7 separate regions of the Mus musculus genome follow, and regions 2, 3, 4, 5, 6 and 7 are each linked to region 1. A link is a contact called in public HiCAR-type, HiChIP or PLAC-seq and promoter capture Hi-C data. All regions are on one chromosome and are shown on one strand. The core of a region is the stretch at or near the end of the contact, and the rest is flanking DNA. Distances in the headings are between cores, read along the strand shown. Region 1 holds the start of Lrch1 (leucine-rich repeats and calponin homology (CH) domain containing 1). Region 2 has its middle 18 kb from the start of Rcbtb2. Region 3 holds the start of Rcbtb2 (regulator of chromosome condensation (RCC1) and BTB (POZ) domain containing protein 2). Region 4 holds the start of Rb1 (RB transcriptional corepressor 1). Region 5 holds the start of Itm2b (integral membrane protein 2B). Region 6 has its middle 6.6 kb from the start of Med4. Region 7 holds the start of Nudt15 (nudix (nucleoside diphosphate linked moiety X)-type motif 15).

What was found. Promoter capture Hi-C pulls out the DNA fragments that hold promoters and counts their contacts. HiCAR-type assays count read pairs that join an accessible place to other places. HiChIP or PLAC-seq counts read pairs in DNA pulled down with a chosen protein or histone mark.
Region 2: an H3K4me3 HiChIP or PLAC-seq map of pro-B cells shows a contact between it and region 1, with 5 times the contacts expected there. The contact joins the enhancer-like site here to the promoter of Lrch1 in region 1. A contact is called at or near these places in 3 of 39 promoter capture datasets (the C10 cell line, liver and pre-B cells) and 2 of 115 datasets of contacts at active chromatin or transcription factors (astrocytes and pro-B cells).
Region 3: a contact with region 1 is called in an H3K27ac HiChIP or PLAC-seq map of embryonic stem cells, with 4 times the contacts expected there. The contact joins the promoter of Rcbtb2 here to the promoter of Lrch1 in region 1. A contact is called at or near these places in 1 of 39 promoter capture datasets (liver) and 2 of 115 datasets of contacts at active chromatin or transcription factors (astrocytes and embryonic stem cells).
Region 4: a promoter capture Hi-C map of stem cell-derived epiblast-like cells shows a contact between it and region 1, with 3 times the contacts expected there. The contact joins the promoter of Rb1 here to the promoter of Lrch1 in region 1. A contact is called at or near these places in 6 of 39 promoter capture datasets (the C10 cell line, cranial neural crest, liver and 2 more), 1 of 484 Hi-C or Micro-C datasets (embryonic stem cells) and 3 of 115 datasets of contacts at active chromatin or transcription factors (astrocytes, large pre-B cells and pro-B cells).
Region 5: a contact with region 1 is called in a promoter capture Hi-C map of stem cell-derived epiblast-like cells, with 3 times the contacts expected there. The contact joins the promoter of Itm2b here to the promoter of Lrch1 in region 1. A contact is called at or near these places in 7 of 39 promoter capture datasets (the 3T3-L1 cell line, cranial neural crest, embryonic stem cells and 3 more), 1 of 484 Hi-C or Micro-C datasets (B cells), 6 of 115 datasets of contacts at active chromatin or transcription factors (astrocytes, embryonic forebrain, embryonic stem cells and 2 more) and 2 of 9 other capture datasets (adipose tissue and embryonic stem cells).
Region 6: a contact with region 1 is called in a HiCAR-type map of astrocytes, with 5 times the contacts expected there. The contact joins the enhancer-like site here to the promoter of Lrch1 in region 1. A contact is called at or near these places in 7 of 39 promoter capture datasets (3T3-L1-derived adipocytes, the C10 cell line, cranial neural crest and 4 more), 1 of 484 Hi-C or Micro-C datasets (embryonic stem cells), 4 of 115 datasets of contacts at active chromatin or transcription factors (astrocytes, embryonic forebrain, embryonic stem cells and 1 more) and 1 of 9 other capture datasets (embryonic stem cells).
Region 7: a HiCAR-type map of astrocytes shows a contact between it and region 1, with 5 times the contacts expected there. The contact joins the promoter of Nudt15 here to the promoter of Lrch1 in region 1. A contact is called at or near these places in 3 of 39 promoter capture datasets (the C10 cell line, cranial neural crest and maxillary cranial neural crest), 1 of 484 Hi-C or Micro-C datasets (embryonic stem cells) and 3 of 115 datasets of contacts at active chromatin or transcription factors (astrocytes, neural progenitor cells and stem cell-derived neural progenitor cells).

What each region holds. Positions count from the first base shown.
Region 1 is chr14:74,945,965-74,950,107 of GRCm38.p6, reverse strand. Lrch1 (leucine-rich repeats and calponin homology (CH) domain containing 1) reads left to right here and starts at 2,231. Exons shown (of 19, transcript NM_001252132.1): 1 at 2,231-2,724. The coding sequence starts at 2,448.
Region 2 is chr14:73,121,991-73,126,133 of GRCm38.p6, reverse strand. No RefSeq gene overlaps it. Among named protein-coding and RNA genes, the nearest start is that of Rcbtb2, 18 kb to the left of the region's middle. Within about 2 kb of position 2,188, at least 146 of the 459 cell types and tissues checked have an H3K27ac peak or open chromatin away from gene starts, as enhancers often do. A contact at or near this core is called in pre-B cells and pro-B cells, where this site is marked.
Region 3 is chr14:73,140,848-73,144,990 of GRCm38.p6, reverse strand. Rcbtb2 (regulator of chromosome condensation (RCC1) and BTB (POZ) domain containing protein 2) reads right to left here and starts at 2,481. Exons shown (of 15, transcript NM_001170694.1): 1 at 2,398-2,481.
Region 4 is chr14:73,323,469-73,327,611 of GRCm38.p6, reverse strand. Rb1 (RB transcriptional corepressor 1) reads left to right here and starts at 1,790. Exons shown (of 27, transcript NM_009029.3): 1 at 1,790-2,089. The coding sequence starts at 1,971.
Region 5 is chr14:73,382,901-73,387,043 of GRCm38.p6, reverse strand. It overlaps Itm2b (integral membrane protein 2B), which reads left to right and starts at 1,755. Exons shown (of 6, transcript NM_008410.3): 1 at 1,755-2,034. The coding sequence starts at 1,918.
Region 6 is chr14:73,501,420-73,505,562 of GRCm38.p6, reverse strand. No RefSeq gene overlaps it. Among named protein-coding and RNA genes, the nearest start is that of Med4, 6.6 kb to the left of the region's middle. Within about 2 kb of position 2,167, at least 78 of the 459 cell types and tissues checked have an H3K27ac peak or open chromatin away from gene starts, as enhancers often do. A contact at or near this core is called in astrocytes, embryonic forebrain and forebrain, where this site is marked.
Region 7 is chr14:73,523,322-73,527,464 of GRCm38.p6, reverse strand. Nudt15 (nudix (nucleoside diphosphate linked moiety X)-type motif 15) reads left to right here and starts at 2,216. Exons shown (of 3, transcript NM_001360484.1): 1 at 2,216-2,405; 2 at 3,971-4,143. The coding sequence starts at 2,251. It overlaps Gm41209 (a long non-coding RNA gene), which reads right to left and starts at 2,163. Exons shown (of 3, transcript XR_874819.2): 1 at 1,919-2,163; 2 at 1,556-1,628.

The DNA.
Region 1 (4,143 bases), core at 982-3,481:
CTTTATCTTTCAATATTCCACCACAGTATATAATATAATATCAGAATGTGGTTCTACCTTTATTTTAGTTTTGGAAGACCCTTCATGTTGATTTCCACAGTGGCTATACTAGTTGATGTTATTGCTAAAGGGACCTAAGTCTTCCTTCCCCTCCTCTCCTTCATTCTCATCAGTATCCGATGCTGTTTGTTTTAGTGCTAGCCATTTTATCTGGTGGTAAGATGTATTCTCATTGCAGTTTTGATTACAGCTCCCCCTGGTTAAGGACTCTGAACATATTTTGCATCTTTTTTTTTTTTAAATTATTTGTACTTTATCTTTTGAGAAGTGTCTGTTCATTTCATCTGCCCATTTGTTGACTGGATAGATTTCTTGGGTGTTTAATATTTTTCTGTCATTCTTTTAACATCCTAGATATTGACAACCTAAATTTCAAATGATGCTGGGTAGTCAAAACAATACTGAACAAAAAAGGTAATGGCTGGAGGAATGGCAATAGAAGATTCTAAGTATCACAGAACTGCAGGAAGAAACACAGCATGGTGTTGCCACAAAACCACGTAACTCAAAGGAGCAGAAGATTCAGGAATGAATCAGTGCAGCTGCACCTAAGGCTACCTCACTAGGTACCCAAAGCACACACCAGAGAAAAGAAGGTCTCTGGCACATCGCGCTGGGAAAGCTAGATTCTGCATGTGGAAGAATTAAACTGGATCTCTGTATCTTGCCCTGCCCAAAGATCAATTCAAAATGGATCAAAGCACTTAATATAACACTCAAAAACCTTAAATGGTCAAAGGAAAACAGGAAAAAACCCTCCATGATGCAGGAATTGGGAAGGATTCTCTGAAAAGAGCCCTAAGCTCACAGGAAATGATTACAAAAACTGTCAAGCAAGATTGAATGAAATGAAAATGCTTCTACACCACAAAGGAAGCAACAGATCGAAGAGACCGCCTACAGAACAGGGTGAAAACAAAACTAAGCTTAAGGCACAGTTTATGAAATCATAGAGACTTGAAGGAAGTGGAGCCAGAGAGGAGGAAGGTGGTGGGGGGTGAGGGCGGCACACCACTAGGTGGCGCCTGTTTCTTCCGGAATAAGTAGGATTTGCTCTCAGCCTGGAATCTCAGGAATTAAGGGGTAGCCCTGTAGCGAAGTCCATGCAAGTGACATAGATCATGTCATACTTAGTGCTGAGCCCAAGAAGTCATTAGGTCCACGCGGCTGCCTAGACTATCACAGATCTGCATTACTGTAGTATGTATGATAAAGTTGTATCATGTCCATACTTCACTCCAGCCTCATTTCTCCAAGCCGAGTCACTCCATAGAGACTATCAAGCTTTGGGTCCCAGGCTGTTAAGGTGTGGGAAGGGAATGGAGGCTTTATCAGTCTTCCAGCTGGGTGGCTTTAGGTGACACAGGTCCTCTGGCTCTTCCATGGGGTGCAAGGCCTGGCTCAGGCGCCCACTGTAGGTCAACCCATGGCAGAAGATTTGTTTGCAATCAGACAGTTCAGTTCCCATGCCTCACATGAATAAGAAGGTGGCGCACCCGGAACATTTCATAGTACCTAGGCTTAGGTTTAAGATATGACCTTTGTGATCACTAGGTCTTTGGCGTTCTAACGCTTGGAGTAATAATTTGGGTATTTTATCATAAAAATTACCCTTTCTCAAAGCCCTTCCTCTATAGATTTGTCTATTTGCCCTGAAGTCTTTCTTGTTCCTGTGGTCTGTAGTGAAGGTGCAAAATTTTGGTGACTGTGGGCTGCGTGTTCGAATTCTGCAGGGGTGATCGCGGCTCGCTTTAACTTCCTCTCGCTGAAGGAAGCAATTTTTCCACTCACAGATTTCCTGGATTTAGTGAGAGATTTTGTATGGTAAGCACCTAAATGCCAGGGGGCGTCCGTGAGGGTAAACCCACAGTGGAAAAACTGCTTTTGGGGGCAACTCTGGATCAATCAACCAGAACCACTCTCCTCCCTGTGACCTTGTATTCCAAATCTTGTCTCCCGCCTCGCCTGGGTTTTCATAAACGGCTTAAAAAAAATCCCAGAAGACAAAAACGAAACCGACAAAATACCCTGGCCCGCAGATGTGTAAACTACAAGGGGTCGGGCTGGAGAGAAAGTCACCCAGAATGTGCATCCAGTTCCAGCCAGCTTCGGGGGTGGAGCGCCAACAAGCTGCGGAGGAGGAGCGGCGGGCGGGGGCGCGAGCACGAGCAGACACAGGCGCGCCACCGCTGCCGTCGCTGCCGCCGCCGCAGCCCTTGGCTCCCCCGGCTGGAAACCTTGGCGATCGAACTGCTGCCTCCACCTCTGCGCCGCTTGCCGCCCCTCCCGCAGTCCCGCGGCTTTCGAGGGAGCGCTGCGGGGACTCGGGACCGCCGGGGAAACCTGTGACCCCGCGCAGGAGCGGCGGGGCGGGGGACCGGGAGAAGATGGCGACGCCGGGAAGCGAACCCCAAGCTTTCGCGCCCGCTCTCTCGGTAACCGCCCTGCACCCGCATCTCCACCAGCACCACCAACACCACCAACACCACCAGCACCACGGAGGCACCGGCGGCACCGGCTTCAACCTGCCCTTGAACCGTGGTTTGGAGCGCGCGCTGGAGGAGGCGGCCAACTCTGGGGGCTTGAACCTGAGCGCCAGGAAGCTGAAGGAGTTTCCCAGGACTACGGCCCCGGGACATGACCTCTCGGACACGGTTCGGGCAGGTGAGACAAGGCCGGGGCTGGCCACGCGTGTGCGAGCCGGGCTGTCGCTCCTTCCCGCCGGGCCCGAATGTGTTACTAGATTGGCTCGGCAGGAGCGGGTTCTGCAACGAGCACGGTGGTTGTAGCGGGCACGGTGGTCCTCCTGGCCCCGGCGACCTGCGACCGTGGTGCAGGAGCGCAGGGATGCGCCTAGGAGCTGTTCCTGGCGCGCGGGAAGTGGGGGCATCTCGGGCGACCGCGAGCAAGTCCAGAACACGAACCAAGTCGTGGACCTCTACATGGAAGCATTCTGCGTCCTGGTGGGTGGGGAAGGCCAGACAAAGGTGGCCGGCCGTCGGCTAGCCCTGTCCTCTCCGCGTAGTGTCGGGGCCCCGGCCTCCGCGCCGCGCGACCGTGGCTTGCTGCAGCCAGAGAGGCGGTGCCAACCTTGGTTCTGCGCCTGTGCGAGCAGAGGCTGGTGTCTGGCTCTCCGCCCACACATTTTGGTTCCCTCCACCGGGGCTCCCCGGTTCTCACTAACCCCGGTCTTTGCGGGGGCCCTGGAGGGGAAGCGTGGCATAGTAAATGAAAAGTAATTAAAGTGAGCCTGTTTGCCAGTGTGAGCCCGGCAAGTTGTAACCCGCGCCACAGAGCAGCCTGCTTCTTCAAGTTGTGTCATGTGTTGACATATTTTGGAGATGTCTGCTTTCCCTTTAGTAGTCGGAGTTGTGGGAGTGGACCCATAAACAGGAAGGAGGGTGGTGGAAGAGGGTTGGGGCCTTGGGAATCCGTGCAGATCTGACTTAAGTTTCCGACCATATCCTGTTCTGTTCTTTGCGGGACGATTTGTACCCCAGCGAGCGCCTAGCGTTTCCCAGGGCAGTGGGTGCCCCACTTTTGTGCCATTGCCTAGACCTCACGACTGTCGTTGTCTCTTCCGACTTGCATCAGGTCTCTTAGGCTTCTGAATGGCTTGGCTTTCAGATGGGGTCCTTCAGCTACTTATAAAGGAAGACTAGGGGGCGGGGCAGGGGAGCCAGCTGTGGCTTTCGGAGGCTAGGTTTCTGGTTAATTCCATAAACATTTAATCAGGAGACCAATTGAAAATTTAGATGGAGTTCTGAGTCCATTGGAGGCTAGAAGCACTCCTCTGGAGTCATTAAACGGTGATATTTGGGTTTAAGGATTGTCAGGAATGGGTAAGCAGAGGGGAAATTCCAGAACTCAGTTTTCAACAGCTGGAGAGGCTCTTGATAGGACCTCATAGTTACAGCTTCTCAAGTAGAAGTTATTCTAAGAGTCGCCTGAATCATTAACCTTAAAAAGTCACCCCATGTTTTCCTTCCCATCTGCCATAGTTAGAATGGCTGTGTACTGCAGAATGGAGAATCAGAATGCCCCATGCTAACGTGTTCGCGCTATTCAGTAGCAGGCTTAGAG
Region 2 (4,143 bases), core at 939-3,438, 1.8 Mb after region 1:
GTTCCCGGGCATCTCGGCTGCATTGAAACCATACTGTTCAGCCCCTCTCTGGAACTCCAGCTTGCACATGGCTGATACTGGGACTTGGCCACTTCTGTGATTGAGTGAGCCAGTCGGGATGGGAACCCTGAGAAATAAATGTGTTTAGCCCAATTGTAGACATTTAAGGTTTACTTATTTACTTTTAGATATGAGTACACCTTAGCTGTCCTCAGACACACCAGAAGAGGGCACTGGATAGCATTACAGATGGTTGTGAGCCACCATGTGGTTGCTGAGAATTGAACTCAGGACCTCTGGAAGAGCTGTCATTGCTCTTCACTACTGAGCCATCTCTCCAGCCAAATGTGGGCATTTAAATCTAAAAAAATTTCCTATATTATCATCTATAAAGCTCATGAATTTTACAATGCTAAGTTAATATAATCCCATTCAGGTTTAGAATATCTCAAATTATGTTGTTGGGTTTTTTTTCCCTCCATTTCAGGCTCGTCTTAAATTTCTGTTTTTATGTACATTGGTCAATATAGTCTGTATGGTGTTGGTAATTTGGGCTTAAAAATAAAAATGTTTTAGACACACATGTGTAGCAAAACCGTACAGAATGAAGCATGCAAACATTAAAACATGTTGAACCAGGGAGATATGTATAAGGCATTCGGGTTGAATTGAATCAATGCTAATTTTTGTTCATAATCGTAGGCTGTTTTGCAACATAGGAAAACTGATAGAAAGAATCATCTATATTATTTTTTGTATCTGCACAGGAATCTACAATTATATCAGTAAAAGGTTGAATTAACAAACTGTCTTAAGTTATTATTGATGGGACTTTTTATTTTTTCCTGAAGTTCTATTTTATAGTCTTACCTTGTTTTTGTCTTATTTTTTTGACTAGCACAATGACAAGATAAATTTGTTTGGGGGGATTACTTCTGAAAAAGAAAACTATATTAGTATGTCTGAGCTCCCAACTGGCACATACTCCTGGTTCTAGTCGCCAGAGTCAGCTGTATATATCAGTGTCATCTCCTTCAATTACAGGAACTGAGCTGGGAAGAAAACCCTTGCCTTCCATGTGGTCAGGTGGTAATTTTACAATAATGAAGTAGTTAAAACCTTTGTTCCTGGAGCTGGTCTGCTCTGCATCCTAGGACTCGGGGGAGATTTGCTTTCAAGTCTATCTGTTCATCTCCCCACTGCTGCAAAACTGCCCTCTACGCTGCCCTCATAATAAATGATGATTATGATTATTAATTCTAATAGCCCCAACAACATTAGGTGGTGCAATGCAGCGGTGATTAGCCTGAGACGTTTAATGAGCATGCTTCTCCTTAGCGTATCCTGAAGTGTCTCTTGGTTCAATGTTATCTTGTTGTTTCTACTTATTTGTCCCCTGAAATACCCAGCCTGTTACTGCCTCTGAAATCACACAGGAAGACTCTCTCCCTGGGTTCCCTTCCAGTGTCTGGAGCATTGTGGTGGCTCCGTAAAGTGCGGTTCCCCTTTGGATGCTGTTCTCTTCAAGTGGATGCAGGGCCTTCACAGTGTAAGACAGTCACCTCATCAGCCAGGATTCACTTGGTGAACTGTGTCGAATTTTAAGTGTAATGATGACTCGAAAGAGTAACCATGACTGTCCTGGTTTATTCCTTTCTTGAAGACTTTGAAATCCAACCTTAAATGGTGCTGTTGGTTTTTTGTTTTGTTTTGTTTTTGTAGATTCCATTGTTTATGGTAACATTTAACCTAAAAATATGTAAAAATCACTATAAATACACAGTCATGATTTTATTTTCAGGTTATTGTTACTGTGTGTCTCAGATCTCGAGCCAGATTAACATCCAAATCTATGGATTTACAGACTCTTTAAGCAGCAATTGGACCACAGCTACTCTGATGTTTTTGACATCACGAGACAGAGTTAAAGAACTTGCAGGAAATGTATCTAGACAGACACTGACCTCGGTGCCCAGCCAGCCAGTGTTCGTGGAAATGGCCTCAGACCTCTGGGACATAACTGTGCTGTTCTAAGCAAACCCTCTCTGATGGTGATAAGCTAGAAAGTTACCCACTGCAAGCAGAGTTTGGGTTAATCGGCATCTTCTTGCTGAGTGTTATCCATGCAGAAAAGGCAGTGCGTGCTGATGGGAGATCTAGCACGTTATCTGCAGGAAGCACTGAGCTCCGAGGAGGAAACCTCAGACTCCTCACCCTCGAGATGTGAGAAGAGGATGTAGGAACAGAAGTACTTATTCAGACGTGTGGCTTCCTGTTCAGGTGGCCTGAGAGATTGCAGGTGTGGTTTCCGTTCTATTAGTTAATAAATGAATAAATAAATAAATAAATAAATACGGATTGGTATATGAAATTTCTGAAATTCCTGTCTGTTCTAACGATCCCCAGGTTCCAGATCCACAGTTGAGCAAGACGTATTCATGCCTTTAGTCTCTGTTCATTTATCAATTCTATTCTTCGGTGTGTGTGTGTGTGTGTGTGTATGTGTGTGTGCGCGCGCGCGTACATGGAGGTGGCCAAAGGACCACCATTGGCTTTGTCCTCCTTTTTATTTGAGATAGGGTCTCTGAATGGCCTGGAACTCACTAAGTAGGCTGGGCTTCCTGGCCACTGAACTCCAGAGATCTGCCCTCCACCTCCAGCACTATGGACCACCAAGCCAATGTTTTCCCCTTCTTAAATATGGGTTCTGGGGATCTAAGTCAGCTTTCTCTTTTGTACTTTTGACTGACTGAGCTGTCTCTTCAGCTTTGTATCAGATTGCTTTGTATCTAAACTGGAATTGCTTTAATTGCTTAAAGGTAATTATCATATTTAAATACAAGCGTTTAAACTGGTAAGAAGTATAGCCAAAGGAACCTTAACATCGGGCCAAGTAAACTTTCTTTAATTAAAACAAAACAAAACAAGAAACCTTCTTGTATTTGTTTCATTAGTCATCCTTGCTTGCCTTGCTATGCTTTTAATAAGCTGCGTGACTCACCAAGAAGCCGAGCAATACACACTGTTTGCTTTTGGGTCTCTTGAAACAAAGGTGCTGGTGAGGAGCTCTGATACACAGTTGCAGGTCCTGGACAGAAACGGAAAACCAACTCAGGGCTGCAAAGGCAGAAAGACATTTAGCCCACAGTATTTTATTCAGAAATAAAGACTGATAAATGAATGTTTCCCCTTTACTTGGGTCACAGGCAGTAACAACTCATGAAAAAAAAAATCCTGCTATCACAGCAAACAGTGATAATGAGAGCATGGGAAATTGCATATTCCAATTTTAAAAGATCATCTTTCCTTGTCTTTGTTTTACTTCCTCTTTGGGTTCCTGACCTGCTCTATTATGACAAGGGTAAGAGGCCCTTTGAGATGCTTTATAAATACTGACTCTGCAGCTTGCATTTGCGGGTTACTTTACCCCAGCCCCTATTTAGGCGAAAGAAATTGAAAACAAATTGTGCAATGCAAGCTTTTCTTAGAAGTGTGCTCTGTAAGAGAAAAAGGAGAACCTTTTAAAGAAGGTCCCACAAGAGGAACTAACAAATGTATCACAGTGTAACAAGGCCGTCATTACTCAAATTATAATGACTTCACACTATTTTCTATTTTTCTCCACATAATTAATTGACACTTGCATTATGAAGGTATGTGTAATTGCTGAGTATGGAATGGTAAAGTGTGTTAGGTGTGGCAGGGTACCCTGCAATTCCAGCACGTGGGAGGCTGAGGCAAGAGGATTGTCACCTGAAGACCAGCCTAGTCTAATTAGTGAGATAACTAGAGAGACACAGGGAAAGGGGGAGGGGCAGTGATGGCAGCAATTTCAGACTATCATAACTAAGAAAGTAACCCAATTTCTACAATGATATTTATGTATATAAGTGCAGCTCATCCAGGAATATACATGTCCCAGGAGACTTGTTTGTGGCAACTTTGTAGAATCTACAGATGTGTTAGTTATATTTTTATCACTATAACAAAAAAAAAAAACGTAATTAACATAACAATAGGAAAGGTGGTCTGGAAAGATATCTCAGTGGTTAGAAGCACTGACTGCTTTTTCTAGAGGATCTGGGTTCAATTCCCAGCAACCACATTGCAGCACACAATTGTCTGTAACTTTGCTTCCAGAGG
Region 3 (4,143 bases), core at 1,232-3,731, 1.8 Mb after region 1:
TGGTTGCTATCCTTCCAGGCTTGGTGCCTGTGACCTCAATACTGGAGAAGCTGAAGCTGCTCTTCAATCCCAGGCCAACCTGGGCTACCCTGACACATTGTTCAGGCCAGTCGGAGCCAGTGAAGTACACGTCTTAAAAGAAAAAACTAAATTTAAAACGCTGATGTATTTTATTGTTAATAATAATCCCCCTCCCCCAAATTCTATATGTCCAGTCAAGGGTCTTTCTTAATATTTCCAATTCAAGATTTGTTGAATCCACGGTTGCAGAATATAAGGATACGGAAAGTTGGCTACGTAGTTTTTCTGAGCACACCTGCAGAGGTTATTTGCTTAGTTTTTCCTATATGAAAGATTCTGACTTCTTCATTTTCTGTGGTGAATGGAAAGTCCTTTTAGGAGGGAATACTTCGATGCTCCATCCTGAGTCCTACAGCACTGCCACTGTGACAGGTGTCACTGCTCTTCCCAGTGTATAGGTAAGAGTTGAAAGTATCGGGATTTTTCGGTTTAACTCATAACCACGTGACTAGAGAGCACAGAAGTTATGGCATTGCTAGTCTCCATAGTAGCCCTGGAAACTGACTTACCTGCATGCCATTGTCCAATACGGTGACAGATTTTACTAGGAAGGTGCGAATACAGAGCGGACTCAATGACCGTTAAACAGTGACCATCACATGAATGCACTAAAGAACCAAGTTCCACAGGACTGTGAACTCGGTCTCTTTTACTCGGCTTTAATCGCCAAAACCGTTCTATCAGGATGGAAGATAATTCTAAAGAGAAACATGTTCGCCTCTCCGTTCAGGTATCAGGCTTTGGACTCCAAGGAATTGTGACTGAAGCCGAGACGAGACAGGATGGGTCAGTGACAGGCCGGACCAAACCTGGACCAGGCCAACTCTGCACATACACCCCTTGCTCACGATTTAAACCTAAACTTCAAGTTAGGGCCTCTAAGGGGTCCTGGGTCACTGAACCTCTCTTTGTTCCCTTTCCCAACGTGGCCACATTTATTAAATCTCTCTGATTGTCACAACAAACTCGTCAAGTGGCCCAATGTGGCCAAGCTTAGTCCGTGCAGCCAGGGCAATCTCAGGGTGTGCAAGGGAGCAGCACCTCGGTGTCCTCTGCTACAGTCCGAGTTAAATCTTTACCTTGTAAAGAAAGGCAAAAAGGCGGCTGGAAGCCTAGCTTCAACTCAGGCGGAAGTTCCATCGCCGCCAAGAAGGGGCATCGGGAAAAGTTTTTCACCTCTAAACTCCTCCACTTCCGGCCTCAGCAACGCCCAAAGGACTGAAAACCCTTAGGACAGCCAGGCCTTCCCAGCCATCCCTCCACTTCGGGGACCAAAGGCCTAAAGCGTGTGCCGCCATGGGGTCGGCGAGGCGGCTGCGGGCGGGAAAGAGCGGAAAGTCCTGGAAACGTCACCGCTAGCTCGCGCCGCGTGCACGGGAGGGTTGGAGACACCAGGGGCAGGGGTTCCCCCAACTGGAAGCGGGAACCCCACAGCCGTGGCCTCGGGGCGACGCACAAAACGGACCCCGGGCTGGGCCTGCGCGCATGCGCACCGCTACGCGGTCCCAGGGCCCGGGAAGGGACGTGAACCCAGAGCTACCCCAGCGACCTGGTCCACGGGCTCGCGCGTGCGCGCCGGGCCCCGGCCCGGGTGGGTTGGCGCTGCGCCCTGCCCCCGCAGCGGCTGCGCACCGGGCCGGGCGCAGGGTGAGGCCTCCGCCTGGCCTTCGCCCCCGGGACTCGCCCGCCCACCCGCGCCTGCCGCCCACACGCAGGCTTACCTCCGCGCCGCGCGTCCTTTCCGCTCCCCGGCAGCGGGGACTGCTCGCCCGGGGCCAAGAACAGCAGACACTTGGCGCCTCCCCCTGAAGCGGCCCGGCCTGGCGGGCTGAGCTCGAGTTCAGCCGTGCGGGGAGGAGGGGGCCGCGGGAGCGAGAAGAGAAACCAGAGGAGGAGGAGAGAGTTCAAGGGAGCGAGGGAAGGGGAAGGGGACAAAGAGAAGGGAGGGGGCTGCGCGCTGCGCCCCGCCTCCCTCCTCGGCCGGGATCGGCGACCCTGGCCTCTCTGGGGACCCTGTGCTGGACCCCGCTTTCTAGCTTAGTGCCCCGATTTCGGGGAAGCTGTGTCTCTCTGGTTTTAGGTCTTACATTCAAAGGCGCTGGTTTTCCTGCTTGCTGCGAAATAAGAGGCTAATTGCATTCTGTGCGCGCTAGTCCAGTCTTAGCAACTCCATCCAGGAGGCCCACCTCATTGTCTCTTGTTTGAGGGCCCAGAGAGCTGTCCGACTTTAAAATGAAGGAAATCCTGTCACCTGGGACGATCTGGAATGAACCTGGAGGATGTTAAGCAAAGTAGACATACAGCACAAATACTTACGGATCTCATTAAGGAGCACTGAAAAAGTCAAGTCGCACCAACAGAAAGTAGAGAGGTGGTTACTGGGACTAGGGAGAAGGGAGCCTGTGGGGCTAGTGATCAAATTTCAGTTAGGAGGAGCAAGCTCAGAAAGAAGGCTGCTATGCTACATAGTGGCTACAGTTATGAGCAGTGTGCACTAGAAAGTCCTAAGAGAAGAGATAATGTTATGGCTTTGAAACAGGGGCTCTGTATTAGCCCAAGTTAGCCTCAAACATCGTAGCCTCCATCCCTCCTCCTCTTGCTTGATCTTTGCCCTCACATTATATACATACATTAAAACATTGTGCTATATATAATAAATATATACACATATATATGTATGTGTTTATATATATATATATATACACACACATCAGTTTAGGGGAAGACAATGGAGATTTGGGTAATTTGCCTTGGGCCATATGATTAGAGATGACTCAAATCCATCTCTTCATTCCACAGGGCTTCTTTTACCTCTTGACCATGTGGTTTCTTTCCAAATGACTTTAAAAAGTGGGTCAGATAATGAAGGCCTTAGCAGTGTAACTGCAAGCTGGGTCACAGGATCCACAAAGGGCTTTTTGGAAGAGGCGGGCTTGATCCCCTCTTTGTCTTGAGCAAGTTCACGGTTCCTGAGGCTGAAAGTTCAGCTTAGGCTAAACAACAGTCTGTGAACTTATTATAACAATGGGCTGGGCTTAAAGAGAAAAGAAAATGAAGTTAGGACTAGATGTGGAAGGCCAGAAAAAAGTGTGAGGTTGGTGTGTCACGTAATAATTTATGGGCCCAAAATCTTTGCCTTTAAAATAGAGCATTTTACTGTTTAATATCTCACAAAGCATGTTGATAAAACCTGACAAAGATGACATATTGTTTTAATCCTAAATAAAATGTCATCAAATAGGATCCAACAACAAATACCATGATCAATGCAGGGATTGTTTCAGTGGTATAAATATGTTACAATGTAAGAAAGTTAGTCTTATAAGTAAGTCAAAGAAGTAGGCATGTTTTGGTTAGCCATTTAAAGTGATAGAGAATTCAACAGTCCTTTTGTTCAAAGTAAGTGGCTATATTCACTCAATAATAAACCTCTTAAGAGTATATCTAAGCCCGGGGTGGTGGCACACGCACGCCTTTAATCTCAGCACTCGGGAGGCAGAGGCAGGTGGATTTCTGAGTTCGAGGCCAGCCTGGTCTACAAAGTGAGCTCCAGGACAGCCAGGGCTACACAGAGAAACCCTGTCTCAAAAATCCAAAACGAAGAAACAAACAAAACGAACAAACAAGAGTATATCTAAGAAGTACAGGGATACAGTTGCTGCATCCCCATGGTACCCTGGATGGCATATGATGACGATGGACCAAGAGACCTGAAATTGAAGCAGTTGCTTTAGGTGACGCAATTATACACACAAAAAGTATTTTGAGACCAAATGGCTAAAACTGACATTGAACTCTTCGTACCAACCAATCCCTCAGATACGGTTGTAGGCATGCACCATCATAGATAACCCCGTTTCATTTTTTGATGAGTTCAATTCAGAGGCGTTTATGGATGTCTGTCCTAGAAGGCAGAGTTGTCACGGAGCTAGGGTAGCATACTGTCTGCTCATAGGGTACCTGTCTAGTGATAGGCTTGGGGAGTGACCCTTTTCACTGCTCTATGTAAAGCTGGAGGAAAGAGAAAACATTTGAACCCCTCCCCCAAAAGGGCAGGCGACG
Region 4 (4,143 bases), core at 541-3,040, 1.6 Mb after region 1:
AATGATGTCTCTCTCTGTCTCTGCCTCTGCCTCTCTCTCTTTGTCCCTGAGTATTGGAATCACTGTTCCTCACATGCTAGGTAAGCATTTTACTATTAAGTTATATCCCAGACTTTTCACTTTTTATTATAAAACAGAGTCTTACTAAGTTGCCCGGGTTGGAGTTCAACTCACTCTATAGCCAAAGCCTGTCTTAAACTTGGGATTTTCTTGCCTTAGGCTCTGAGCATTATGGGCCTGAGCTACCAGGTCAGGCTCAACTTTGATCTGTGTGTTGAAAGGGGCTTATGGGGGAAACATGTTACAATGACTTCTGACACAAATAGCTGACCATCAGCTGATTTGAGGTCAGTACCAGCAGAGATGACCGGTCACCAGCTCTGTTACGCGTCTGAGGACCCAAGTTCCTTTGCCATTCTGTCTCAAACTTAAGAGTAGCTTGCCACAAATACCAAGGTGGCATCAATTGGCCAAGTGTCACATTCTCTGATAATTATGAGGCAGGACTGTATCATTTCTGTATATTATTTGATCAGGCTCCCACAGTCTATCTTTTATCTTCACCAAACCTAGACTGTATGTAGCCTGAGCTCTTGCCTAAATCTGGGACAAAGTGAACTCAAGTGCTATTTTAATTCCATTCATTCTCCGTGGCTGCATCAGGGCCTGGGGCTCTACCTCCTGACAAACATTTGGTCTCTAGAAGGCTTCTGAAGTTAGGCAAGTCTGAAAATTGAAGGAGGCCCATGTATCCTTCACTCATCTGACATCAAGGCAGAAAATAAGCCCAGGCTTGCAACCTACCCAATTAAGTTCTCGATTCCTCAGTCCTTGCTCAGCTGTTCCAAGATAGTTTACACCAGAACAACAACTGTATTTTATTCACAGCACTTCAATTAGTGAGTTGTATGAATAAGGACTGACAAAGGGAGAAAATTATGTTGACTGACAGGTAAAACGTAACTAGAAAAGCTACCATTGCTGAGCCAGCTTTTGGTGGCGGTAGGTAGTTCTAGTATAAAGTATGCTCTTTTCCGGTGTCTGTGCGTCGGCGACATGGTCAGACAAATATTACTTGGGTTCGAGTCCTCTGCCAGGGACCTGCTATGTGACGCGGGCAAATTGGCTCCCCGAACTCCCCACTTCCAACCCGCAAAAGTGGAATGCCGACCTTCCCAGTTTGACCGGCTGTCTCGGAGAAACCATTATGAAAGGAGGCCGGATCGTGCGCATGAACACGGCCAACTGGTTTTCTGCTTTCGTCTCAAACGCGTTTGTAAGCGATTTTTCAAAGTCGGGTCCGCCTGGCAAACTGGTTTTCAAAAGCTACTTTCCCGCTAAGATCTGTCCCGCTCGGACCGCGCCTCCTGTTTCCCCATCAAAAGACTATAGTCTGTGCGTGCATCGCCCATCTTCCCTTGTCTCCAGAAGGCCACCAATGGCCCCACCCTGGACCGCCCACCCGGGCCGAGCCCACCTCCCACTGGCCCGGCACGTTTGTTTTTGTTTTGCCGGCCGCGCGGGCCGGGCGAGGGGCGCGCCCTGTCCAGCGTTCTCCCAGAGGCCGCGGCTCCTCGCAGCGGGCCGGCCCCGCCTCGGCTGGCGCCGCCCACGGGGACGACGCGGGCGGAGACAGGCCCGGGCAGGCGCGGCTTCCCCGCGGCTTCCCGCCCGCGCCCTCGCCCTCGCCCTCGCCCTTGCCCGCCGCCGCCGCCACCGCCGCCCCGGTTCCCCACTGACGCCCGCGGCCCGCGAGCCTCGCGGACGTGACGCCGCGGGCGGAAGTGACGTTTTCCCGCGGTTGGCCCGGGCGCTCGGTTGCCGGGCGCGTCCGGTTTTCCTCGGGGGACGTTCCCATTATTTTTGTAACGGGAGTCGGGTGAGGACGGGGCGTGCCCGGCGTGCGCGCGCGCCCGCCCGCCTCCCCGCGCGCCTCCCTCGGCTGCTCGCGCCGGCCCGCGCTGCGCGTCATGCCGCCCAAAGCCCCGCGCAGAGCCGCGGCCGCCGAGCCCCCGCCACCGCCGCCGCCGCCGCCTCGGGAGGACGACCCCGCGCAGGACAGCGGCCCCGAAGAGCTGCCCCTGGCCAGGTGAGGAGCGCGGCCGCCGCGGGCCGGAGAGAAGGGAAGGGAAGGGAGCGGGGACGCCGGGTGCATCCCGGCGGGGACGCCGGGCGGGCGCATCTCGGCGGGGCCGGGCTGGCGGTAGGAGCGGCGCCCCGGGTCTCCGGGGTCCCCTTGGTCCCCCATCTCTGCGGGGGTGGCGGCGGCGCGCTGACACGGTCCCGGGCTCGCGGGCGACGGGGAGGGCATCCCGAAGGGGTCTGGGCTGCGGCTTGACAGGTGTCGGGCGGGTGGGGCTCCTGCTCCCGAGCGAAGTGACAGGTGCAGGCTCTACTCCAGCGACGCCCAGGCGCGGAGCCGGCGGGTCCCGGAGAGCCCCGGTCAGATGCAAAAACAATTGAAATAAATATTTAAAAAAAGAAAAAAAAAACTCGACCGGTGTTTGTTTTCTTTCTTCCTCCCTTTTTTCTCCGTGGAGATCCGAAGCACCCCCGGGGTGGGTTGACTTTCTCTTTTGCAGTCGTCCTGCGATGCAACAGTTGGGAGCCTTGCCCTCTCTGAGCTTGCGCTGCATCGGCAGCTTGGTCCTGGGAGAGGCCAAGAAAAGCCTTGTAGGCAAAGCGCAGGGTCGTGGGTGTCAATTGCTCACGGGGTCCTCAGCTCCCGGGCTTTGTGGGGGTTTCTTTAGAACAATGCTTTGAGGCCCGGGGGGATTTAAAGCCATCTGTGGAGACTGATGGAGCAGAACTCTTAGAAGAACTGGTATGTGGGCAAAAGTTTCAGGAGACATTTAAATGCAAGGGCTTGGAAGTTTCTAAACTTTGTTCCCCTTTTTTTTCAGGGTAGAACTCTTCTTGCGTGCTGATTGGCCCGCAGCATGCTTCATTATTTCTTGCCTTTTGCCTTTGAGCATTCACGGATTCTGGTGCCTCCCCCTCCCTTTTTTCTTTTTTGGTCTTGTGTTTGGTACTGTGTTCTCTCAAAGAACTTTTCTCTCCATTTATTAAGTGGAATCTAAACTTAAGTTCATGTGGATCCAATAAGAACAACAGAGAGATATTTATTGTATTTCAACATTTTTTTTCTTGACTGTGCTACTGTGTGATTAAGTAACAGAAATTGAAACAATATGATTGTTGTTATTGTCAGCACTAGTTTTGAGAGTATAGATCCATTGTAGATGGGAGTTGTTTTTGTCTCTCACGGTCCTTCAATTTCTAGCCCATCATTAAGTTCTCGAGTTTTTGTTGTTGTTGTTGTTTTTGTTTTTTTGGGAGGGGGTGTTTTTGTTGTTTTTAATTACTCTGACTCTGTAACCCAGGCTTGCCTTAAGCTCTCTGTTTTACTGCCTCTGCCTCCCAAGTTCTGGGATTGTAGCCCTGATGGGCTATCAAGCTCCTTTCTTCTCATTGAGCATCAATCAAGGCTCTTTGTGAGACCCAGACTCTTAACAGAGTTCAGGTCAAATCCTAAGAGACTGAAATAATTTTGGAAATTGCTTGTCTAAGTCTATTAAAATTCATATTAGATGGATTTTCTTATGGACCAAATAAAAATCATGTTCTTAAAAAATAAATACAGAATAAAAACTGTTCCAGGGGAAGAGTTTGCTTTTGTTTCTAATTAAACTCTGATGTATCCAGTGTGTGGAAGCTTCACTTTAGAAAGAGCAGTAACATGTATTCTAAAAGATTCCATGCCATCTATGGACTTATTACTGATTATTGTAGAGTAACTGTACACATTGAAGTTCTGGTCATTGCCTGTGGGAAAGACAGACCCAGTTTCTTTCTCTTTTATGTACTTTTAACTTTGGAGAATTCTCAAAAAGTTCTCCTTTAAATTAAACTTTACAAGACATAGTCTCATCTTGGTTACTCATTGCCACTAAGGTTCTCAAAAAGCACTTACAGTTGATCTCTGACTTACCTATTGTCACGTGTGTTCACCATAGGGATTTGCTACCTCTTCTGAACTGCCATTAAATGAATGTTGTGTTATCATTGGAGAATACACTTAGACAAACACTGATGATATATAGATTAGTCACTGTGCTGTCTTGCTACAATCAAGAGAAGTGG
Region 5 (4,143 bases), core at 506-3,005, 1.6 Mb after region 1:
AACCTCCTCAGAAGAGGCTCCTCTGGTTGCTCCCCACCATCCCTCTCAAGGCAGCTCAACCTTCTCTTATTTTTTTACTCTCACCATTGAGGAAGTGTCTCTCCTGGTTTTAAAGGGGAAGTTTTCTTCCCCGTAAGGGTCTGGGTTTTTTGTTTTGTTTTTAATATACCATACTATTTGATGCCTATTAAAACTCATCTGTAGTAGGAATAACCTCTTTCAGGACCGACCAACTCATACATCTACTCTATTGACTCAACTATCAGCAGTTGTTTATCTGACACTGTGTGACCTTAGTACTAACCAGTGAGCTATGGTTCCGCTGTTCTGCTTTCTTGTCTTGGCTTCCAGTGTGACTCTGGAATGACAATCTGCTTTCCTCTGCTTACTTTTTTTTTCTCTATTTATAAAACCATCCACCCCCTCACCTTCTCTTTCATGAAACGGAGTCCTACTCAGTCCCAGAGGCAAAAATAGAAATATGGGAATGGAGAGACGGCTCGGCAGTTAAAAGCATTTGTTGCTCTTCCAGAAGACCCAAGGCTTGGTTCCCAGCAACCGCATGGCGGTTCTCAACCATTTGTAACCCCAGTTCCACGGGACTTGACTCATTTTTCTGACTTCCTTAGGCACAGGTACATGTAGGCAAAAAAAAAAAAAAAAAAAAAAAAAAAAAATCATAGGCATAAAAATTAAATATTTAAAAATAAAAAGAAATAAAGATAATTCCCTCCTTGAATAGAGCCAGGGGCTCAAGAACTCTGGTCTCAACTGCTGTCTTCAAGGTTGGCCTAGGCCAGAGCTCACACAGCAGAATCCTTCTGGCCAACAGACACTCCTGTAGGTGGACAAGGAGAGGATATGGAGAAGGCTACAGGATCAGTCATTTGACCAAAGGACCATCTGGAGACATGGCTGTAAACCCAGTGTGTGGGCCAATGTCTTCTGTCAACCAGAAGCAAAAACCTCTTCAAAAAAGGAGAATTTTTTATTTTGAAGAAAAATAAGAACTTGTCCTAAGTACGTTGTCACAAATCACAGATTGGCCTAAGGCAAATATGGTTTTTTGTTTTGTTTTGTTTTGGCTTGCTTATACAAATGAGCTCGGTTGGTACATTTTGTTTTACCAGTTTAGAATTTTAGGAATACAAATGGATGAAGAGGGTTCCTGGTCATTGGCTTGAGATTAGGCTGGGCAGGAACTGACCTCTGAGGGAGGAAGAAAAGACCAGCTTAGTCAACCAGGCAACACCTTAGGGTGAGGTCTGTGGGAGATAAGTCAGATCACCAGGACACTAGGACACAGTGCTTCAAATATTCCTATGCTCTACTAAGTCGCTTACTAATAAATGATTAAACGGAGCTTTTGGGTTTGTTTGTTTGTTTTTCTCACACAAAAATTCCATGGCCTTTGGGCTCACAATCAAAGAGAATTTGGTGCTACCAGAAGTTAACTTATCCTACGTAGCCAACCGACAGAGTTCACCCCATTTTCTTATCAACTTGCAACACTGGGCCCCTGAGGAGAACTAGTTGGAAGCAAATTCAGAACCGGAAAATCCAGGCAGCCCAGAGGGGCAACAAGTCCTAGCTCAACCAGGCGCGCCCTCCACAAAGCCTGGCCAGATTCCCGCTGAGTCCTGGGTGGGGGTGGGGGGAACCAGGGAGGGTCTGGCGTGAAGCCAGGCCCCGCCCCGCTCAAGGCCCCGCCCCTCCGGGCCCCCGCCCTGCGCCCGCGCCCCAGCTGCGAGGCCGGAAACCGCGCTGCACTGAGCCGCTGCTGCTGTCGCGCAGTCCGCTCCTCCGCTGCAGAGTCGTGCCCTGAGCTCGGCCGACAAGGCTGCCTTCGCAGCCGGGATCCTGCCAGCCGCGACCCCAGCCTTCGCCGTCGCCGCCTAGGGCGCCCCAGGCCGCACCATGGTGAAGGTGACGTTCAACTCGGCGCTGGCCCAGAAGGAGGCCAAGAAGGACGAGCCCAAGAGCAGCGAGGAGGCGCTCATCGTCCCTCCGGATGCCGTGGCGGTGGATTGCAAGGTCCTGGCTGGGGTCGCGGGCGGGGTCCCGGCGGCGGGGACGGTTTCCCGGACGGTCCTCCGCTCCCGGGTACCGTGGTGTGTGTGTGTGCAGCGAGCGGGGCGGGGTCCTGGCCCTGGCGACCCCCGAGGGGACAGTTGCACAGGTGTACGAGGTCCCGCGGCTTTGCACTTGGCTTGGTAGCCCGGGAACCTGCAGCGACAGGCACCGCCACCACCGAGTTTGGCACTTTTTTTCCAGTATAAATACTGTGCCTAAAATGGCTGACATCATAACAAGCCTAAACCTCTGTTGTTTCCTACTTTCGTTTCTAGGCTGAACAGCACTTGGACTAAGTCCAGCAACTGTAAGCATCTTCATTTTTTAAAAGCCCTTTTCTTTTACAAACTCCCTTGCCTACAAATGGCCTTCGGTGTTGGCAGGTGAACACCTTGGGGTCTGGAGAGAGAAGACAACAGTATACTGGGAGTAGTTTCTGGCTGGTGATTTTATTATTGTAACAAATATTCCAGGTGAAAGTAATTGCTATTGTGGCTGTTCCCATGTAACCCAACAGTTGACTTTTATCAGCCTCTTTGTGGGTACTTCTGAATAAGTGAAACTGGAACCAAAACATAGGAATTTGCTCCCATCCCTACAAAATAGGTAACCTTTGTGTTACCACATCCCCGGTTAGCACTGAGTGATGCTGTCACTGGATTCAATTTTTAAAAGTGATGTACAGTAATATTCTTTTAAATATAAATATAATTTTTGCCTAAGTTTTCTTTTTGCCTTTTTAGGGCTTCTGACATTTGATACCTATGAATACTAACAGCGGGTGCTGCTTCGTTTTTCACTAACACTTTTTAATACCTATTGTCACTTGGGTAATTTTAGTTTTGACTTAAAATCAGTCGTTTGTGTCCATGGTACAAGTAGTAAGGAGAGTTTTTGTTTTTGTTTGTTTGTTTTTTAATGATCTAATGAAAATTACTGTAAAGAAACAGGCCACTAATACCCTATAAAATTTTTGGATATATAATAGCAGTCTGGGCTGTTTGGACATGTTTTCTGGAAACGTTCCAGCTAAAAGCAAACATCATGTTGATTTTTTTAAATGACTGTCTTCCCCTGAGATGAGAGAGCTGATTCCCTAAAAGGATTAAGGGTTCTGGTTTTAGTATTGTTTTCCTGAACCTAGTACAAACACTCTTGGTCTTGAAAACATGTTTAGAATTCACAGGTAAAAATTGTCATAGCAAATTATCATATCTCTTTTGTCCGGATGCACATTTTAATCTAGAATAGACCCATAGTCAAGCACCCAATCACAACAACTCTATATCTTGTTTGTGGAGACACCTTGAGTCTCCTCAAGCCCAGATAGGCCTTGAACTCTGCCCTTCCTTCATTTTCCTCCCCAAGTACTGGGATTACAGGTGTGCACAGCCATGCCCAGCTTCAAATATACATTCTCACTGATATTATATAGGTATATGGTCTTTAAATTCTAAAACTATAACTCCTCCCACGCTAAGCAAGCATCAATGATGTCATTTCTCTGTTTTTTATTCCAGGGTTGTAAAGGTTTCAAACTCTCAGACAAACGTCAGAATTCACTTTGCAGGGGAGCTTTGAATCAGTCTTGCCATTTATGAAGTAGCAGTCTTATTTTTGAGCTCTTAAGGATTTTTCATATGCTCACCATAATTTAATTTTTATTTCACAGTAACTGTCTATAGCTGTACACTTTGCTTTTATTTCTTAATTTCTCTGATTTCTCTATCCAAAGGAAGATACTTCAATTAAGCAGTGAGGGCTTGTGTTCTTCTATAGCCACACAGAAGTCACAGCTAAATTGGTTTGGTTAATACAGAGAGAGGGAGAGAGAGAATGAATTCTTTTTCCAGCTATAAGCTGGAAGCCTTTTCTCAGTGGGGACAGTATCTCTACAATGGGAGTAGGTGGAATAAAGGAAAAGCCTGCTTGCCTAGCGAGAGAACTGATCTCATCCCAGAGCTGCGGAGTGATTACATAATGTTCTGATGTTCCTTTGGGCTGCACTGTGTGGCAACCACCTTGTCCGACCGCCCGGGCTGGGAACAGAATTAGCCTTAATGTGTTCTG
Region 6 (4,143 bases), core at 918-3,417, 1.4 Mb after region 1:
GAAACTGGCAGACATTATTCTATCACCTGCTTCTGCTCTGGAAAACTCTTTTCCCTGGCCATTTCCCAAATTAAGTTTCCAGGCTCCTGTTGAAGATCAAGGGTGAGGTGGAGGAGCAGAAGTAGGCATGCCTCTCCCAGGAGCTCAGTATCAAGGGAAGGAATCCAGGCCTACAACATTCATTAGCTCCGTTCTCCAAGAAGCAAAAAGCTCTGACACTCTACCTGGATGCATGGGCCTCAGAGCCTCTAATCTTGGGGAGAAATATATCTACTAACATCAAGCTTCAGTTTGTGCTTACCCAGGGATGAACCCCTGTAGTAGGAATGGCCCCCTCTATGCAAACACCAGGCTGCACAGGTAAAGCCAATAAAGGAAGATACCTGCATCCTCTTCTGGCCTCTGAGTGAATGCTCACAAATGCACACACACACACACACACACACACACACACACACAGAGAGAGAGAGAGAGAGAGAGAGAGAGAGAGAGAGAGAGAGAGAGAGAGAGAGAGAAGGGGAATGGGGGAGACAGACAGACACAGACACACAGAGAAAATACTTAGGGAGGGTAAAGACAGAAAGCATTAAGGTAGAAGTGCCCTGGGTTTAGTGTTAGAGAATGGAACAGAGAGGACCAGAGAAAGAGATAACTCAGCCAAAGAGACAGAGCACTCCACCATCATCCTTTCTTGTTTGTCTTTAAGAAAACATCTTACTGTACAGCCTCGCTGTCCTGGTACTCACCACTGTGTAAATCCAGCTGGCACCAGGCCTGTGGCAAATCTCTAACTTCAAATGTGGGAGTCATCAACTTCTTCATTTAAATGTGTAGCAAAAAGAGCCTTGCCAGATGTGGCTCCTACGTCTTGGCCTTCCCACCTTCAAGGGTATCGCATTTCTGTTTATTATGGCAATCCAGCCTAAGGTATTCTCTGATGGTAGCACAGAGTGATTGGAGATGGTCTCTACTGGCTCAGTGTCTTCAAGAACCTTCTGAATTTAAGGACCCATGGTAGAGACTAATTGCTCTTAGCAGCCATCAGTCAACAAATTAATGTTGCTAAAGTACAGTCAATTACCTAGTACAAATGTAGTTCACTGCCATCTGAATTGCCTTGGCCAAATTCTAACTCATGGCTTTCAACAGAATAATTATTTTTGCTCTTTTCTTCCTAATGTTAAGACACAGAAGGATGACGGAAAAGAGGGAAAAAGAAAAAGAAAAGAATGGGGGAAGAAGGAAGAGGAAAAGAAGGAGGAAGCAAGCGAGGGAGGACAGAAGAGGGAGTTAAAATGGGAATGGAGAGGAAACAAAGATTTAAAGAGAAAGAAAGAAGAACAATTATCCCAGCATGGCTAACTCGGACTTGCGAGGCTGAGTCGGAAGGCTGGAAATTTAAGACCTAACGAAACTCTATATTCTGAGACATATCTATAGCAAGTTCATGCCTGCCTGGGAGATCTAATGAGACCCTCAAGAAAAGAGGCTGTGGAGCTAGGGCAGCAGTACAGAGGTGGTGTGCTTGCCTACTACATGGGAGACTCTGGGTCTAACCCTCAGCACCACAAAAAGAAATTACACAGAACTTGTTTTCCACAGACTAAGATGTTTAAATTGGTCTTCCGATATGCTGCCCCGGCCCTTTAACCTTTGAACAGTTTGTCCTACACCTAAGGACATGCTTAGCATTTTTTGTCATCACGAGACTCATCTCGAATCTTCTGTGAAGGTCAGTTTTACATTCATTTCAACCTTTGTTTTCTTCCCGATCAAAATATTTGCTTTGGCTGTGCTATGTGTGAGAGTTCCCAGAAACGTTTCCTTCAGCTGTTGGTAAGTTCGTGAGCATCCTGTCTTTCACTCTGGGAAGACAATTCAGAAAAGATTGGCTGTAATCTCTTTGTTTTCCGTTTCCTTGCATTTCAAACCAGTTTGCTTTTGCCCGTGAGCCCTCACGTGGTAAGACAGATGCTTGATAAATGCATAGTAATTTGATTTAATTCCTGAAGCATTTGATGAGCTTAAACAATATAGTTATATTGGCACAGTTTGCCTCGAATTTCCTTAACCTTGGGTCTGAATGTTTATCACAATCCAGAAAGAACTATATGGCCCTGTGCACAAATGAGTCACTGTACTCTACCCACAAAGGCTTGGAGATAAACATAGCTTAGTGCCAGCAAGTGCAGAACTGTATCCACCCCGAGACCCCCACATTGCCGTCCATTGTGTCTTCCCGAAAAATGCATTGTGATTTCCAAATTTCCATTAACTGTCAGATGCACCCAAAGGTGCACTCTCTGCCCAGATTTGTATCATTAAAGGCACAAAGGTGAATTTACTGCTAAATGTTTGAGTAAAAGCAACGAGGTTAAAGGAGGCCTCTTGGTCCTTGTTTCTGTGGAACAGTGGGCTCTTTGTCCTTTCAGAGCCTCTGGGGCTTGGCCCCCGGCCTCTTCTTGGATAACATGTTGCTCTTCGTCTTGCTGGACAGCTGCCAGGTCTAGTTCTCACCCCCCCCCTCCCCCAATAAGTTATTCCCTTTGGGCAGTCCCAATGCAGACATGCATACAGTGACTCCCTGTCCTCAGAAGTCAGGCTTCCAGAACATTCCCTGCCCATTTTGTGAATCTAATACCTGATATAAAATTTCTAATTACAGGCACTCAATTCTCTCTCCTAGGAGATCTGAAGCTTCAAAGGCTGCTGGTTGCCAGACCTTTTCTTCTCCCTGGAAAGCCCTTGCCAAATGGCCACATTTCACTCTGTCTGATCCAGGCTTTTTATCTGTTCTCAAGCAGACAAGGGCAAAACGCTTCATCTGCCGGCTGCTCAGGCAATCCACTTCCAGGATCTGCGTGTGCACACTCCCGACATACCAGTGTGTTGTGCAAATCACTGCAGAGCTATTTCTCAGGCTCCGGCCAAACCACTGAGATGCTTCTCAAACAAACAAACAAAAAAAAAAACAAACAAAAAATCCTTACAATTTCAAAGAGCGTTGGCACAAGTGAATTCTAGAAGTGTCAGCGGCTTTTCCCTATGGATGTATATCGAACTCACAGAGCAGTGGATGCAAGGTTCAAGATGAAAAGGGATGAAGTTAGGAGGTGCAAATATCGTTTCACAAGAGAGAATTCTGACACATGCATATTTAAATGTTTGCAAAAAAAAAAAAAAAAAAAAGCTTTTTGGCTTAGGTTGTTCTAGGGTGCTGATCAGAAACTTTAGATTCTCAGAAAAAGTGAAGAGTCTATCCAGGCTCTATCACCAAGGACTACGAAATGGCCAAAGTCCAAAGAGTCTAAAACTCTGACCTATCCTGCCTATTTTGGGTGATAATGGATATGTTTGGGTTCCTGTATGGCAGGTCCTGCCAGGAGCCTGAGTAGGTTCAAGGTGGCCCCAAGAAATGCAAGGCAAGAAAGGCAGCCATCAGAGCTGTCTCGGCCTGAATCATCAGGAGAAAGGGTCAAAGGCAAAGGTAGAGAGAAGGGTCCTGGGAAATCTCCTGGGCGGGGCGAACAAACCACTCTGGAGCCTCTGTTGATAGATGTTAGGCTGGATAATTTCCTGCTCTGCATTTCTCTTTGGAAACTGTAAACAGTGGTATGACATAGAGAGTGAGAGAGTAAGCAAGAGCGTTCAGACAGACCAAAAGCATGTGCACAGGTCTGAGCCCAGGCCCGTCTGCTTGTTTAAACCCCCAGCACAGGCAGGGAGTAGCTGTGATCCCGAGGACACAGCCAGAGACCCTGCTGACACAATGGGAGATGAGCCAAATGATCCCCACCCTCTACAGCTGACTTTCCAATGGGGAGGCAGAGCTTTAACAAGCCAGTATGAGAGAGACAGTTTTAGTTTATGGTAAATATTATAAAGGGGTGAGGGCCGCCTCAAATGGACAGCCACAGAAACTACCTCTAAGGAGGGCAAAGCTTTGGCTACGAACCAAGGGATGAAAACGAGAACTCATAAAAGCTCTGAGACACTAAAAGACAAGAAGGCCTCTGAGGTCTCTGACAAAAATCGACTCACTGTTGGGTTTGGGGTGGAAACCGAGAAAACGCACTTCCGTTCCAGAAGCTTAAAAATGAAAGTCTATTTTCTGGGGGTCAGGGAGTTGGCTAGGTCAGCATC
Region 7 (4,143 bases), core at 967-3,466, 1.4 Mb after region 1:
CCCAAAGGCTATGCAGCCCAATGAACCCCTGTCCTGTCAGAGCAGCAATTCCTAGGCCATGGAGCTCCATGCTGGGCTTCACATCTTCCCAATCAAATGCACTTCTCTGCCACCACAAACCTGGGAATCCACGGCAGGAAAGAACTAGAAAAACAACTCGCCTTATTTTCTCTTTTCTACCTTCCCGGTCCTTTACCCTCACTCAGCCCTTCCTTGTCTCCCCTTCTTTTGCCGCTCACTGTCCCTCGATGTAATTTGTTTACAAATATACAGATATACTGTAGGCCACAATCCGCACTTAAGGAAGAACATGCAGAGGTTTTCTTCTTTCTGAGACTGTGTGACCTTGCTTAATGTTATACATTCCAAGCCATTCCATTTTTTTCTGCCAAAATATAAATTTCATTTTTCTTTAGACCTGAATAAAATCCATGTTATATATTGTCTCAGTTAGGGTTTCCATTGCTGTGAAGAGACACCATGACTAAGGCAACTCTTATAAAAGATGACATTTAATTGGGGCAGGCTTACAAGTTCAGAGGTTCAGCACATTATCATTATGGCAGGAAACATGGCAGTGTCCAGGTGTACATGGTGCTAAAGGAGCTGAGAGCTCTGCATTTTGCTCTAATTACAGTCAAGAGATATTGTTTTCCAGTAAGTTAGGAGGGGGTGGGTCTATATTTAATTTTTTGAGAAACCACCACACTTATTTCCATAATGTCTGTGTTAGTTTGCTCCCCTCAACACTGAATAAGGGTTCTTCTCTCTCCACAACTTTTCCAACATTTGTTGTCAGATCTCTTGATGATAGCCATTCTGACTGGGGTAAGATGGTATCTTGCCCAGAGTTTCTATTCCTGCACAAACAGCATGGCCAAGAAGCAAGTTGGGGAGGAAAGGGTTTATTCAGCTTACACTTCCAAATTGCTGTTCATCACTACAGGAAGTCAGGACAGGAACTCAAGCAGGTCAGGAAGCAGGAGCTGATGCAGAGGCCATGGAGGGATCTTTCTTACTGGCTTGCTCAAGTTGCTTTCTTATAGAACCCAAGACTACCAGCCCAGAGATGACACCACCCATGGTGGGCCCTCATGCCTTGATCACCAACTGAGAAAATGCCCCACAGCTGGATCTCATGGAGTCACTTCCCCAACTGAAGCTCCTTTCTCTGTGATAACTCCAGCCTGTGTCAAGTTGACACCCAAAACCAGCCAGTACAGATGGCATCTCAATTCCTCAATGGAGATAGTCAACACTTTTAAAAATAGTTATTATTTTTGTTTCTCGTTTTAAACTGTCTATTCATTTGCACATTCGTTGATTGGCAAAACTTAGGACTTTGCTAAGCATACCTAATGGATACTGAAACTTTCTAATGGATTACTATGGTAGTTTAAATATGCTTGGCCCAGGGAGGTGTGTCCTTGTTGGAGTGGTTGTGGCCTTTTTGGAGGAAGTGTGTCGCTGTGGGAGATGGGCTTTGAGATACTTCTCCCAGTTGCTGTTTGAATCTTTTCCTGTTTGAATTTAGAACAAGATATACAACTCTTACCTCCTCCAGTGCCACGACTGCCTGGATGCTGCCATGCTTCCTGCATTGATTATAATGGACTGAACCTCTGGACCTACAAGCAAGCACCAATTAAATGTTGTCCTTTATAAGAGTTGCCTTGGTCATAATGTCTCTTCACAGCAACGGAAACCCTCACTAAGACAATTACTTAGGATACAAATTAAGTATACACTCAGATATATGTGTGGAAATATAAAAACTAACATTTCAAAGAGTTAAAGCTGTCTCTGGAAGCAGGGCTAAAAGGGATAGTGTCTGTCCTTGGGCAGTTTTGTACTATTGGGTTTCTAAAATTATGCACACATTAGTAGAAATAAAGTAATACTTTTAAAGTAAACCCACCCGTCCAAAGATTTAAGATGTCAATCTTGTTACAGCTGATTTCCCCAAGTTTTTCTTTTCATATTTCAGTTTTAGTTGATGTATATTTTTATCTACTATAATTTGTTTTTCTCTAAAATATGAATTTATCCTAAAGAAACTTAATTAGTCTCATTTACTTCCCCAAATCATCTTTCAGTACTCTTATGTTAGTTATTTATATGGTTGTTTCTGCATGATCTATGCACCAGGCGACAGGTGATTCGTGAGACACAACACTCAGCGAGCAATCAGCGAGGCTCCTGCCGGTTCCCGTACAGCTTCAACGTCACTTCCGGGGTCAGCCAAATGCTATGGCCGCTAACGCAGAGCCGAGGCGGCGGCCAGGAGTTGGGGTCGGCGTGGTGGTGCTGAGCTGCGAGCATCCTCGCTGCGTCCTTCTGGGGAAAAGGAAAGGATCGTTTGGAGCCGGCAGTTTCCAGCTTCCTGGGGGCCATTTGGAATTCGGGTGAGCAGGACGACCTCCGGGAAGCGGAAGCTTCGGGAATATCACTAGTCCGCACGCCATTCTCGGTCCGTGTGACGCGCTTCAGTGCGCAGTTGAGTTCCGCGAGCTCTCTACGGCCCCGGTGTCCTCCGGGATCCAGCCAGGAGGGGGTGCTGTGCCAGTACCCGGGCCCCGTTAGTCCTCGCTCTGCCCTCTCCTGGCTGCAAGTGGAAGTCGTTTGTATTTCTTAGTGTTTACAGAGAAAGTGGATGTTAACTGGGACTTTTCCTTTTGCCCCATGAGATTTAAATATATCAGAGTTTTGTGAGGCTGGCCCCGCCGCTTCTGCGATGTGGATGTGTCAGTCCCACAAAGGGGGAAGGGTAGCTAAGTCAGTTTCTGTGCAATCGTGAAGAAACCCTGGCTCTGCTCAAAAATGTGTTCTAATCCGAGAGTGTGCCTTAAAATACAATAAAAGTATCTAAGACATCCAGATTCGGTGTGATTTCCTTTAGTCTTGTATAGTAATATAAAATAATGTAGTGTTATAAAACACTTGGAAGGTAAAGCTTCAAGCCTTCCTACGCCTTATCTAACAAGCACCATACTTGATTCTGTAGACAATTTCAAAGGAAATCTGAGACTTCCTATTATGTAATTATCTGGGTCACTATTATCTAATAGGCTTATTTAGTTATAAGAGACCGAGATCTGCCTGCCTCAGTTTTCTGAGTGTTGGGATTATGGCGTGATGGATTCACTGGATGGAGGAGCCTCTCACTGGCTCTCCATGACAGGGAAACATTACCAGGCTGACAACTTCCTTCCTCTTGATGGTAACCTGTACTTTCCTATGTGGCCTGGAAGTACAAGTGTTGCATGCCCCTTAATGCTAATCATCTCTTTCTCTGTTGCCTAATTGCCTCAATTTTTAGGCTTAAACTGGAATTTTGAAGCATAAGGAAGGCATTTAATGCACTTTCAAAACACAACCCGAAAGGAACATTAATTAATGTTTCTTTTTTTCCTGGGTACAGTTGACTCAGAAGCCTGGGTTTTGTTGTTGTTGGGTTGTTTTTTATTGTTGTTTGTTTGTTTGGTTGGTTGGTTTTGTTTTGGGTTTTGGGGAGTGGTTTTTGTTGGGTTTTGTTTTTGTTTTTAGAAATAGGGTTTCTCTGTACAGTCTTGGATGTCCTGGAATTCCCTCTGTAGACCAATCTGGCCTCAAACTCACAGAGGTTCACCAGGCTCTGCCTCTAAAGTACTCGGACTAAAGGCGTGTACCACCACCACCCAGAGAAAGCCTGGGTTCTTACCTGACACACTAAACTGCACCCTTGCTGCCTAAGTCTATCTCCAGACCTAGGAATTAATGCTGTTGTTAAGTGTTAATTTTTGCATAACCTAAAGCTCTTTGGGTCTTCAAATCACTAAATATAGAATATGCATAATGTCAAGATGGAAGATTTTTTTTTAATCAGTCTAAAGCATAAACTAATTACCATTGCTTTTACTGTATACCATAATTTTCCTACCAGGACTCTCACCTCATGTGTACACTAAGCAGGCTGTGTTTCTTTTTCCAGTGAGACCTGGGAAGAATGCGCTCAGAGAGAAACCTGGGAAGAAGCTGGGCTTCACCTGAAAAATGTGTGCTTTGCCTCCGTGGTAAATTCTTTTGTTGAGAAGGAGAATTACCATTATGTTACCATATTAATGAAAGGAGAGGTGGATATGACTCATGATTCGGAGCCGAGGA